2 separate regions of the Hordeum vulgare genome follow, and region 2 is linked to region 1. Evidence: chromatin contacts called from public Hi-C data. All regions are on one chromosome and are shown on one strand. The core of a region is the stretch at or near the end of the contact, and the rest is flanking DNA. Distances in the headings are between cores, read along the strand shown.

Evidence for each region. A called contact is a pair of places that touch in the nucleus more often than the background predicts.
Region 2: a contact with region 1 is called in a Hi-C map of seedling, with 2.3 times the contacts expected there. The contact joins the promoter of LOC123429778 here to the promoter of LOC123425496 in region 1. A contact is called at or near these places in 2 of 6 Hi-C or Micro-C datasets (leaf and seedling).

What each region holds. Positions count from the first base shown.
Region 1 is chr2H:127,106,732-127,111,798 of MorexV3_pseudomolecules_assembly, reverse strand. LOC123425496 (GDSL esterase/lipase ACHE-like) reads left to right here and starts at 2,112. Exons shown (of 6, transcript XR_006621839.1): 1 at 2,112-2,573; 2 at 5,040-5,067.
Region 2 is chr2H:127,668,177-127,673,243 of MorexV3_pseudomolecules_assembly, reverse strand. It overlaps LOC123429778 (GDSL esterase/lipase At4g10955-like), which reads left to right and starts at 2,721. Exons shown (of 2, transcript XM_045113773.1): 1 at 2,721-3,394; 2 at 3,526-4,649. The coding sequence starts at 3,324. The coding sequence ends at 4,273. It overlaps LOC123429777 (a long non-coding RNA gene), which reads left to right and starts at 5,036. Exons shown (of 4, transcript XR_006622743.1): 1 at 5,036-5,067.

The DNA of each region.
Region 1 (5,067 bases), core at 863-3,362:
ACATGATTCCAACCGGTTTGAACCTCACCGGGTTGGGTGCGCCGAGCCGGCTCGACGATGTTGATGCGGATCTCCGGCTCGGGTCGTGACTCGCCGATCTTGCCGATGAAGATGTGGATCTTGCCAAAGGGGACTCAGTACGTGTACTCGATTGAGCCGGCCTCGAGACCCTAGCCTGAATCATTGATGTAGAGCTTGCCACGATGACTCTTGGGCATCCGACCGATCGCATATCCCTCGATCCCTCGAAGAACTTCCTCCAAGAACTCAATACCACCGTGCGTTATCCCCATGGTGGAAGCCAACTGTCGTGGTTTTGTCCCGGGAGATGTCCTAGCGAGAGGACTAAGTCTAGGAGCCATTGCAACTAGGTGGTTGCTTGGATGGGGCTGATCGAGAACGAGAGACAAGGGTTTACCCAGGTTCGGCCCCTTTGATGGAGGTAAAAGCCTATGTCCTGCTTTGTGTGTTATTAATGATGGTAATCTCGATTACGGTGCGGAATCGCTAACTTAGCTCTCAGGGTTTCTTACTTAGTCTTCCGACCTCAGGGGGTCCCTTTTATATATATATAGGTTAAGACCCTGAAGTTATAATAGAACCTGAGTCGTAAAACAACCCGTGACCTAGTCTATTTCTCCTTGCCTTGTCTTTCCAGTAAAGGAAATTCCTTATGACTCCCTCCATGAGCCGGCTCGCCAAGTACTAATCCACAAGCCGGCCTTCCTTGATGAGCTGCCTCATGGGCTTTGAACTTCGGGGCTTTCGCGGGCCATACAATGAACCTATTCATGAGCCGCCTACTTGACAGCCGGGTCATACCGTGGGGCATATCCCCAACAACATCTCCCTACGCGCTTTCGGCAAGTTCAATTCGATTGGCAAAGGCGACAACGCTACATGAAGCAACAACGGTACCGGCTCGGCCACCCTCGTCGCCGGTGGACCCTGATCCTACGACGACGAACTCCTACCATGCTGCTCGATGAATGGATTGGGTGGGTTTAGGGGAGGCACAGTAATGGAGGTGGGTGGGGAGGAAGGAGGGTGAGGAGAGGTAAATTGCCTCGACGGCACGGTTCCCAAGGAGGGAGAAGGGCACGGTTCCATCCGAGTGAGCCAAATAAATATATATAATAATTTGTTTCTAATTGATCTATATTATGTTCATCACTATTTGCCATAGTTTTTTTGCTACACGGGCCTAAGGTTACACTATCAAAGTTGGCATCACTCTTTGTCACACTTGATATCATCATGTCACATTTTCTCGAGTTGGAGTCTAGTTTGCATACAAAAATTCTTGCCATAAGTAGTGGTGAATCTAGCACGGGCTTCGACAGGCTCGAGCCCTTCCTTCAAAAGTTAGAAAAGAAAATTTACTACCATACTATATTTTTTTCATCTTATTTAGACAAAAATATCGAAAGGTTTTAACTTTTTATACACACATTTGACATTGAACCCTCGATTCATTTTCTTCCAAAATTCATCACTGGCCATAAGTGTACATGCCATTAAATGAGTCAAACTCGTGACAGGCTTAGGATATGCAAATAGTGACAAGCTTACTATGCCAACCAAAAACATCCTCGCACCTCAACACGTGCATTCCTTGCTTTCTCTTTTTTCCTTTCGTCCTAAAAAAAAGTAAAGGATGGCGTTGACCAGATCAGATGGCTGAGAGATGCCAAATCGGACGCACATGGTTTGACCGGCCCAAAGCTGGACCGGTCGACCGGCGCCAAATACTGGCCAAATAAAAAAGGAAAAAAGAAGAGCCTAGCCCATATCTAGAGCGTAGCGTCACAAGCTCCACTTCTCGGAGCACAAGAGAAGATAACCACGAGCCAACAGCAAACGAACACCCTCGAATCCCGCGCCGGACCACGAGGGCGGACGGACTGGCGCGCCCGTGAGCACCGTCACCCCGTGTATCGGTGTATGTAAGTACTATACACGCAACGTTTCTTGCGATGAATTTGCGTAACGTACGGTAACGCAATCCACCAACAGTTCAACAGAACAGACGCCACGGACGCAGCGTTCCAATCCCATCCGCGCAGGCGCAGTCATATCACCGACTCACCGGTCACCCCCACCACGCACGCCCCCTATCGCTATCGGCCGCGGCACCGCGCCCCGCATTCGGGCTCACGCCCATCTCCATCCGCCGATCCACCCATCCATCCATCCCGCGACCGCCTCAAAACCCCACCACCCCGCTGCAGCCGGCGCCCCGTCCTCCCCGCCCGCCCGCCCGCGCGCACTCCTTCTCTCACTGCGTCACGCTCACCTGACCCACGGAATGGCGTATGCTGGCTCTGGCCGCACCGCCACGGCCGGAGCCGCGGCGCTGCTGCCGCTCGTGTTCCTGCTGCTGCAGGCCTCCGCGGGCGTGGGCGCGGGCGCTGACTGCCACTTCCCGGCCGTGTTCAACTTCGGGGACTCCAACTCGGACACGGGCGGGCTGTCGGCGGCCTTCGGCGCCGCGCCGCCGCCCAACGGCAGGACCTTCTTCGGCATGCCCGCCGGCCGCTACTGCGACGGCCGCCTCGTCGTCGACTTCATCGGTACGTACGTACCGCGTCTTGGCTCGCGCAAGCACCTTCAGTACTGTTTTTTATTTTATTTGAGGACTACCTTCAGTACTGTTTTTTTTTATTTGAGGACTACCTTCAGTACTGTCAGAAGCCCTTCAAAGTCGCTGTACTACCGTGGATCTTTTTTTGTTACTTTTCACCCGCTCGATCTATCCTTCGGTTCTTCTTGCACGGCTGCACACGGGGCTGTTATGGCCAAAACCTACCGCCTACACTTGCAGGAGCCAATAAATGTAGCTTTAATTCGTACCATGCGTACGTAGCGGTGCAGCTGCGAAGAAAACCATGTACTACTACAGTGTAGTTGTACGCTTTCTCAGAGTTTTCTGAAGGAGAATAAAAGTTGGCAGACACGCAGTAACCTGCAGGAGTACAGTAAAATTAGCTTGTAAAAACTTAATCAAGAACCTCTCTTGGAGCAACAAAATGCTACCCTCCGTTTCATAATATAAAAACATTTTTTATATTAATGTAGTGTTAGAAACGATTTTATATTATAAGACGGACGAAGTAGCTGGAGCACTATTCTATTGCACCTACGATGTTGTTTGTTCTACTTTGTGTCACTCACTGGAGTGTAGAGTAAAAAAGAAGGGATGCCTCCAGCCTCCTGAAAGGGCCAAGCAGAACAAGACCTTTCTACCCTACAGCACATCCCTTTTGTTGCTCCGGAACATGTGAGACTGAAAGGCCATTTCAATCCACATCCTGCCTTGAATAAGATGCGGTTGTCCGGCGACGGCGGGCCGGGCATCAGTCCATCGCCGGAAAGCGGCGGCCTTGGGCGATGCGCCGCAGGAGGACGGCTGAAGCAAGCTGCACTTTGGCACCGCCGCCGCGTGCGTGCGAGCGCCCGTGCCGTGGCAATGATGCGACGCCCATGCCTCCATCCAGGACCCGGCACGCCATCGATGGCTGCCGACACCATCGCGCGCAATCCGACGAAAAGGCTAGCAAGCTGCATGTGCGGAACATCACTCGAACGATGCCAGCGTCACGGGAAGATTTTATTTTGTGTTGGGTTGCAGCTGGAGAGGACTATCGTGCACCGGTACTCTTTTGGCTTTCGGAGATGCTGGTTTAACTTTCTGACAATGGGATGCTGATTTGAGAGGGACAGAAAGAAACGTTAGATTAATGTCTCTTTGATTTGCTTGTGATTAAAAATGTTTTCAGAGAAATTGGCAGGATTGAAACCTTTGGTTTCGATGTGTGTGTTTTCTCATTCGTAGGTTAATATTTTCCCCCGAGGATTCATTTACATCCTATTTTGTTTTCATATGGTTTGATCAAACAAAGAAAAACTCAGAAGTAATTCCAAGAACGCTACTAGTGTGCAAGACTTCGTAATCCTACAAACAATTCAATTTTACTTTCTGTTTGGTGTTAGCATTAGGTGACACCTAGTTGGCTAGTTAGAGACCTTGCATTCGATACTTCCCTAAGTAAGACCTAGATTGCTTATGTTCCGTTATCTTCTGTTAGTGGAACCCAAAGCTTAAGGTGGTAGGTGGCTAGAAAAATGGAGCGAAAAAACAAATGCGAGCAGCGTGATCGTACTATATATAGGACGCCATACATTAATTATTGGTGCAGAAGATTTTTACTGCGGTGTCAGAGTATGTGTGGATGCTTTGCTTTAAATATTCTTAGTGGAACGCAATGGGCCACTAGCTTGATCCGGCAGGCGGACCGGCACTACAAGTTGCTTCAAGAAGACGATGTCACCGACTATTTTTCGACGAAAAGGCTAAATCGAGCTATTTATTGCCAAAACTAGCACTACAAATAAAAAAATGTTGGAATCAAAACATGGCAGTGATTGGTGCTATATTTAGGGGGTGTTTCTTTACAGGGACTTTTTGCTCTAGGAACTAAAAAAAAGTCCCTTTTAGTCTCATGTGAAAGAAACAGGAGGGACTTTTAGGGACTAAAAGGGGTATTTGGGGCTAAAGGAAGAAGTCCGAAGGGACATTTTGGAACTTTTTTGACACCTTTTCCAACACTGCCCCTACTTTTAACATGTTATTTAATAACTTATATTCCCTCCGTTCCTAAATATAAGTCTTTTTAGAGGTTCCACTAGTGAACTACATACGGATGTATATAGACATATTTTAGAGTGTAGATTCACTCATTTTGCTCCGTATGTAGACACCTTGTGAAATCTCTTAAAAGACTTATATTTAGGAACGGAGGGAGTAGTACATTATTAGAGGTAACATGATCTTTTTGCATGTCATTTAATGACCTCTAGTCCATGTTTAGTCCCTGAAAAGAAACGGATAGGGAGTAGAGACTTTTTAGTTGGGACTAAAAAAAGTCCTAGGACTGCTCAGTGGACGGGTAGAGACAGAAATTAGAACTCATCACTATATATATATTGCCACATTGCAATGTGCTAATTTACTTTATCTTTTTTTCCTGATGCCGCAGCTGAAAACCTGGGAATACCTTACCTAAG
Region 2 (5,067 bases), core at 1,472-3,971, 560 kb before region 1:
CATGGGTTGAGGTCAAGATATTCCAATCTATACATTTTAAACTTGATCTCTAGCCTCCCCCAAGTTGCTTTCCACCCAATCAATCTCTTCTACATGTGCCAAATTTGTGAGAGAGTGATTGAGTGTTGATGAGACTATCTTTTGAAGCAGAAGAGCAAGGAGTTCATCGTACTACTGAATCTATTACCCTTTTGGAGGGCGCTGCCTCCTGGATTGGTTAGGTGTCGCTTGAGAGCCTCCTACTTCGTGTTGTGGAGTTGAACCAAGAAGTTTGTACAGGCAAGGATATCGCCTACTTCGTGAAGATCTACCTCGAGTAAGGCTAGTCCTTCGTGGACGTAAGCCATGGTGGAATAGACAAGGTTGCTTCTCCGTGGACCCTCCGTGGTTGAGCCTTCCGTGGACTCACGCGTCTGTTGCCCTCCGTGGGTTGAAGTCTCCACTAACATGGGCGTACGATAGCACCACCTATCGGAACTACCCAAAAATCGTCGTGTCAATCTTTGTGTTTGATTTTCTTAAACTCTAATCCTTACTTTACATGTGCAATGTATTTATTTCCGCTGTCATATATGTTGACTAGCATGTATAGGGTGGACTAGACTTGTTAGAATTGTTAGAACCTGCCAACAATCAATATTGGAAAAAGGCTAGGTTTTAATTTGTCAAGTAGTCTATTCACACACACACACTCTAGACATCCCTTCTAAACTTGTTGTGTTTGTCGTCGTGTTGCAGGTCGCAAGCCAAGCCCCCAGTGTTCAAACCTCGTTCCTGGAGAAGCTCATGGACGCAGATCCCAGACTCCGACAAACACTTCCATCATTCATTTTTTGAGAGAGAACCACCTGTTCATGTGTTGATATCAAGATCTTCCACTCCAACCATATGAATCTTGATTCCTAGCCTCCTCAAGTTGATTTTCACCCAATCAATCTCTTCTACCAAACCAAATTATGTGAGAGAGTGAGTGAGTGTTGAGGAGACTATGTTTTGAAGCACTGGAGCAAGGAGTTCAACATCCATACCACATATATTACCTTTTGAAGAGTGGTGTCTCCTAGATTGGTTAGGTTTCCCTTGGGAGCCTCCAAATAGTGTGGAGTTGAACCAAGAAGTTTGTAAGGCCAAGGAGATTGCCTACTTCTTGAAGATCTATACCGAGTGAGGCTAGTCCTTCATGGATGTAAGCCATGGTGGCGTAGACAAGGTTGCTTCTCCGTGGACCCTTCGTGGGTGGAGCCCTTTATGGAGTCGTGCATCTATTACCCTCTGTGGGTTGAAGTCTCCATCAACATGGACGTACGATAGCACCACCTATCGAAACCACGCCAAAACATCTTTGTGTCTTTATTGTGTTTGATCTTCTTATCCCTACCCTTTACTTGCACTTGTATGTCTTTACTTTTCGTTGTTATACACGTAGACTTGCATGTGCACAGTGTGTTATACTTGGTAAAATTGATAAAACTTGCCAACCGATAAAATTGGAAAAGTTGAAGTTTTTATTTGGTTAAGACGTCAAGTAGTCTAATTCAACCCCCCTCCCTCTGGACATATTTTCGATCCCACATAAAGTTATCGGGACGCAACGGAGGTGCTTGTTTCCAAGGTTTTGGCTTCAGCTTCCTTGTTGTTTCAGCATGTCTCTGCTGCTCGGCCCTAACCTTTGTTGTTGCAAGTCTGATGTGATCGTTGTAGGTTGTTGGCATGTGTGGCTATCTTGCTTTTGTTTCCTGGTGGCATGCGTGCGTGAACTCCCATTCCATGTGCGGATTTTATTTATGTTCGTGGTGATTTGTCTTGGAGGGTGGTACTCTGTTATCATGGTGCCATGCTTTCCCTTGCTGATTTCATTTATAAAGTTGGGTTTATGTCTTTTTTCTGAGAAAAAAAGATGTATGGAGTGGTACATTGCCGAACTAACATGCATGTTTAGTTTCATGCCCTATGAAAAAGAAGAAAATAAGTAAAATCAAACAAACGAAGAGTAAAATATGTACGAATCTTAACGTAAAATCAAGTGGTGTAGGACTTAGACAAGGATAAGAAAATCCTTATCACAAAGGCTTGCCATTTGAACTATGCGTTCACTGATTTCACACCACAAGAATTTGATACCAACTTGTTGGATTACATAACATAGAATTTTGAGGTTCAAAAGAAACATTTCTTTGGAAATGAGTGCAAGGTGACCCGACGTCTGCAATAGCTGACCTTCACCTAGGCACAAAAAACGACGATCCATAGCGACATAGCACCCAGCCGGGCCCCAGTTACGAAAAGATCATCTAACTTATACGAGTACAATTATGAGTTTCCCAATTGCGCAAACAAAATACAAATTATGAGCTTCCCGGCAGCAGTAATAATGAAGAAAAGGAACGCGGCATCACCGTCACTGTGAAGTGTGAACGAAGCAGACACGCGGAGCACGACCGCACTGGCCACACCCGAGAGGGAACAAACTCCCCTGGTTAGGGTAACAAAACGTGAGCAAATCACCCCCGCTAATCATCCACCGTCACCGTCACCCCACCACCCTTCCCCCTGACGACAGCCACCCCCACGACCCCTGTCCCCGCCCCCCATCGCCGAACCCAACCTGTCATACACACGCAACGCAACGCAATCATCAATACCACGCACAAGTACAGCACACGGAGCCCGCCCGCCCGCCACGAATGACGAGATTCGATGCTTAGCGAGGGCAATGCATGCATGCATGCATGCATGGTCCAGGTTGATTTTAGGCAGGCAGGCAGAGGCAGGCGGAGAGGCCATCCGTGGGCAACGGGAATATATGCTCCCCTAAAGCTTGCGATCGACGGAGTCCGCCCGATCTCCCTCTGCGCTTTTTCACAGCCTGGAACGCAACTATTCGCAGGCAGCAGCAGCGGCACGGCTGCCATCCGTCGGAGATCGATCGATTCAGTCAAGTTGCGGGGAACTGGAAAGCGCGAGCTGGCTATCCCCTACGGCGATCTTTCTTTGTTCTCTTTGCTAAGCTCCGGTGGGTCGCCTTTATTCCCGCCATTAAACTATGGCTTTGCCTTTGCCTTTGCTCCACTAGCCAGCAAATTCGGCCCAATCCTTCCTTCCTTGCTGCCCGTACAGTACACCACCACCTTCCGTAGAAAGATCCGCCCAGGCTCCCTCCCGTCCCGGCCGGGTATATATATTTGCCGCCTCCCCCAACACACTTTCCTTACGACATCGTGTCACCGTCCACAGCAGCTGCACTCGAGCAAGCAGAGACGCCAAGGGAGCCTGAGTGAGTGCCTTGTGCTGGTTAGCTTCGATCCACCTTCAGCTTCTAGCGCATGGCGGACATGGGGGTGCGTGACAACTTGCCCTGCTCCACTTCCTGGAGAGAGCTCACACACACCAGCTGGTAAGCACGCGCTCCATCTTCCATTTGCATGTTGTGCTTTTATTTTATGGGACTTGAATGGTTTGGGTTTGCGAGGTCGATCGAGGTGGAGATCGAGGAATGCGTGTCTCATGTTGTGTTTTGGTTTGCAGGAGGGACGACGATTACAGGAGGATGGTGATGGCGAGCCTGATCGAGGCGGTGTACCTGCTGGAGCTGGAGAGGCAGGAGCGGCGGGACGCGGCTGAGGTGGCGCAGCAGTGGTGGAAGCCCTTCAGCTACCGCCTAGCGCACGAGCTGGTGGACGAGCGCGACGGCTCCGTCTTCGGCGCCATCTTCGAGTGGGAGGACCGCCACCTGCTCGACCGCTGCGGGGACGAGGAGAGGCCCACCGGCGCGCCCAGCGCGGTGATCGCGTTCCGGGGCACGCTGCTGCGCGCGCCCACCATCCGGCGGGACGTGGAGGACGAGCTCCGCCTGCTGGCGTGCAACAGCCTCCGCGGCTCCGCCAGGCTCCACGGCGCGCTGCAGGCGCTGAGGGCCACCATCGACAGGTTCGGGTCCGAGAACGTCTGCCTCTGCGGCCACTCCCTGGGCGCCGGGTTCGCGCGGCAGGTCGGCAGGATGCTCATGGCGTCGCGGCAGCAGCAGCAGCCGCAGCCGCAGCAGCAGAACCCCGCCGCGGCGCTCGAATTCCACCTCTTCAACGCGCCCTACCTCTCGCTGCCCATGGGCGTGCGGAGGGTGGTGAGGACGGCCGACTGCCTGCTCAAGACGGTCCGCACCGGGGTCGCCGCCGTCGGCAGGTGGCACGGCAAGGCGCTCAAGAACGTCGCCTACGCCAACTGCGTGCTCGGCTACACGCGCCTCGACAGCGACGGCAGGAGGTTGTTCGAGTGAGACCATGCCGCAACCGCAACTGCAACTCATCTGCACACATGACTGACGCCATGACTCGCCTCAACTGCAACTGATCCAGCGCTCAAAACGTGCGACTGTACTGAAAATCTCAAACACGCAGCACGCAGCTCGATCATGCACGGAGGCCATGATCCCGAACGATCTATCTACCTACCAGCTTGTACTAGTAGGATTCAATTTGAAGGAGACAATAAGCATCTTGCCGCCTGGCCCGATCGAGGATGCACGGCTTAGGTAGCTAGCTTAGCCTGCATGCTTGCTCTCTAGTCTGTACATGTTAATCGTTTTTTTTCCACTGTCAATTGTGAATTATATTATCAGCTACTCGTACTACGTACGTATGTATTTTCCATAATCCGTTGGTGAGAGCGGCCCGGTCGTATCGTGTCTCATTCTCTCTCTCTTTTGGCGAATCCCGGGTGTCCCACATTCCACTATCATCAGGAACTTATCGACCGCTAAGATTTGTGTCGGTTTATTAAAGAAACGGCAACAAGAAGAAGAAAGTTTATCTAATCACATGCGCGACGCACACACGGAGAGAGAGAGGAAGAAACAATCAAGGACAAAAGGAAAGGAAGGCTAGTGCCTTTTCACACCCAACGAACGGAGAAACGTGCGGACAAGCGATGGCTAAGCAACCGGCGAACCGCGTGGCAACCACGCATGAGCATGACCGCACGCAACTTGTGCAGTGAAAGTGCAAATCGATCGGTCTGGCTGCATCTGCCGTCTGCATCATGCATGTCGCCTGTAACGTTGTGGCGTGGGGA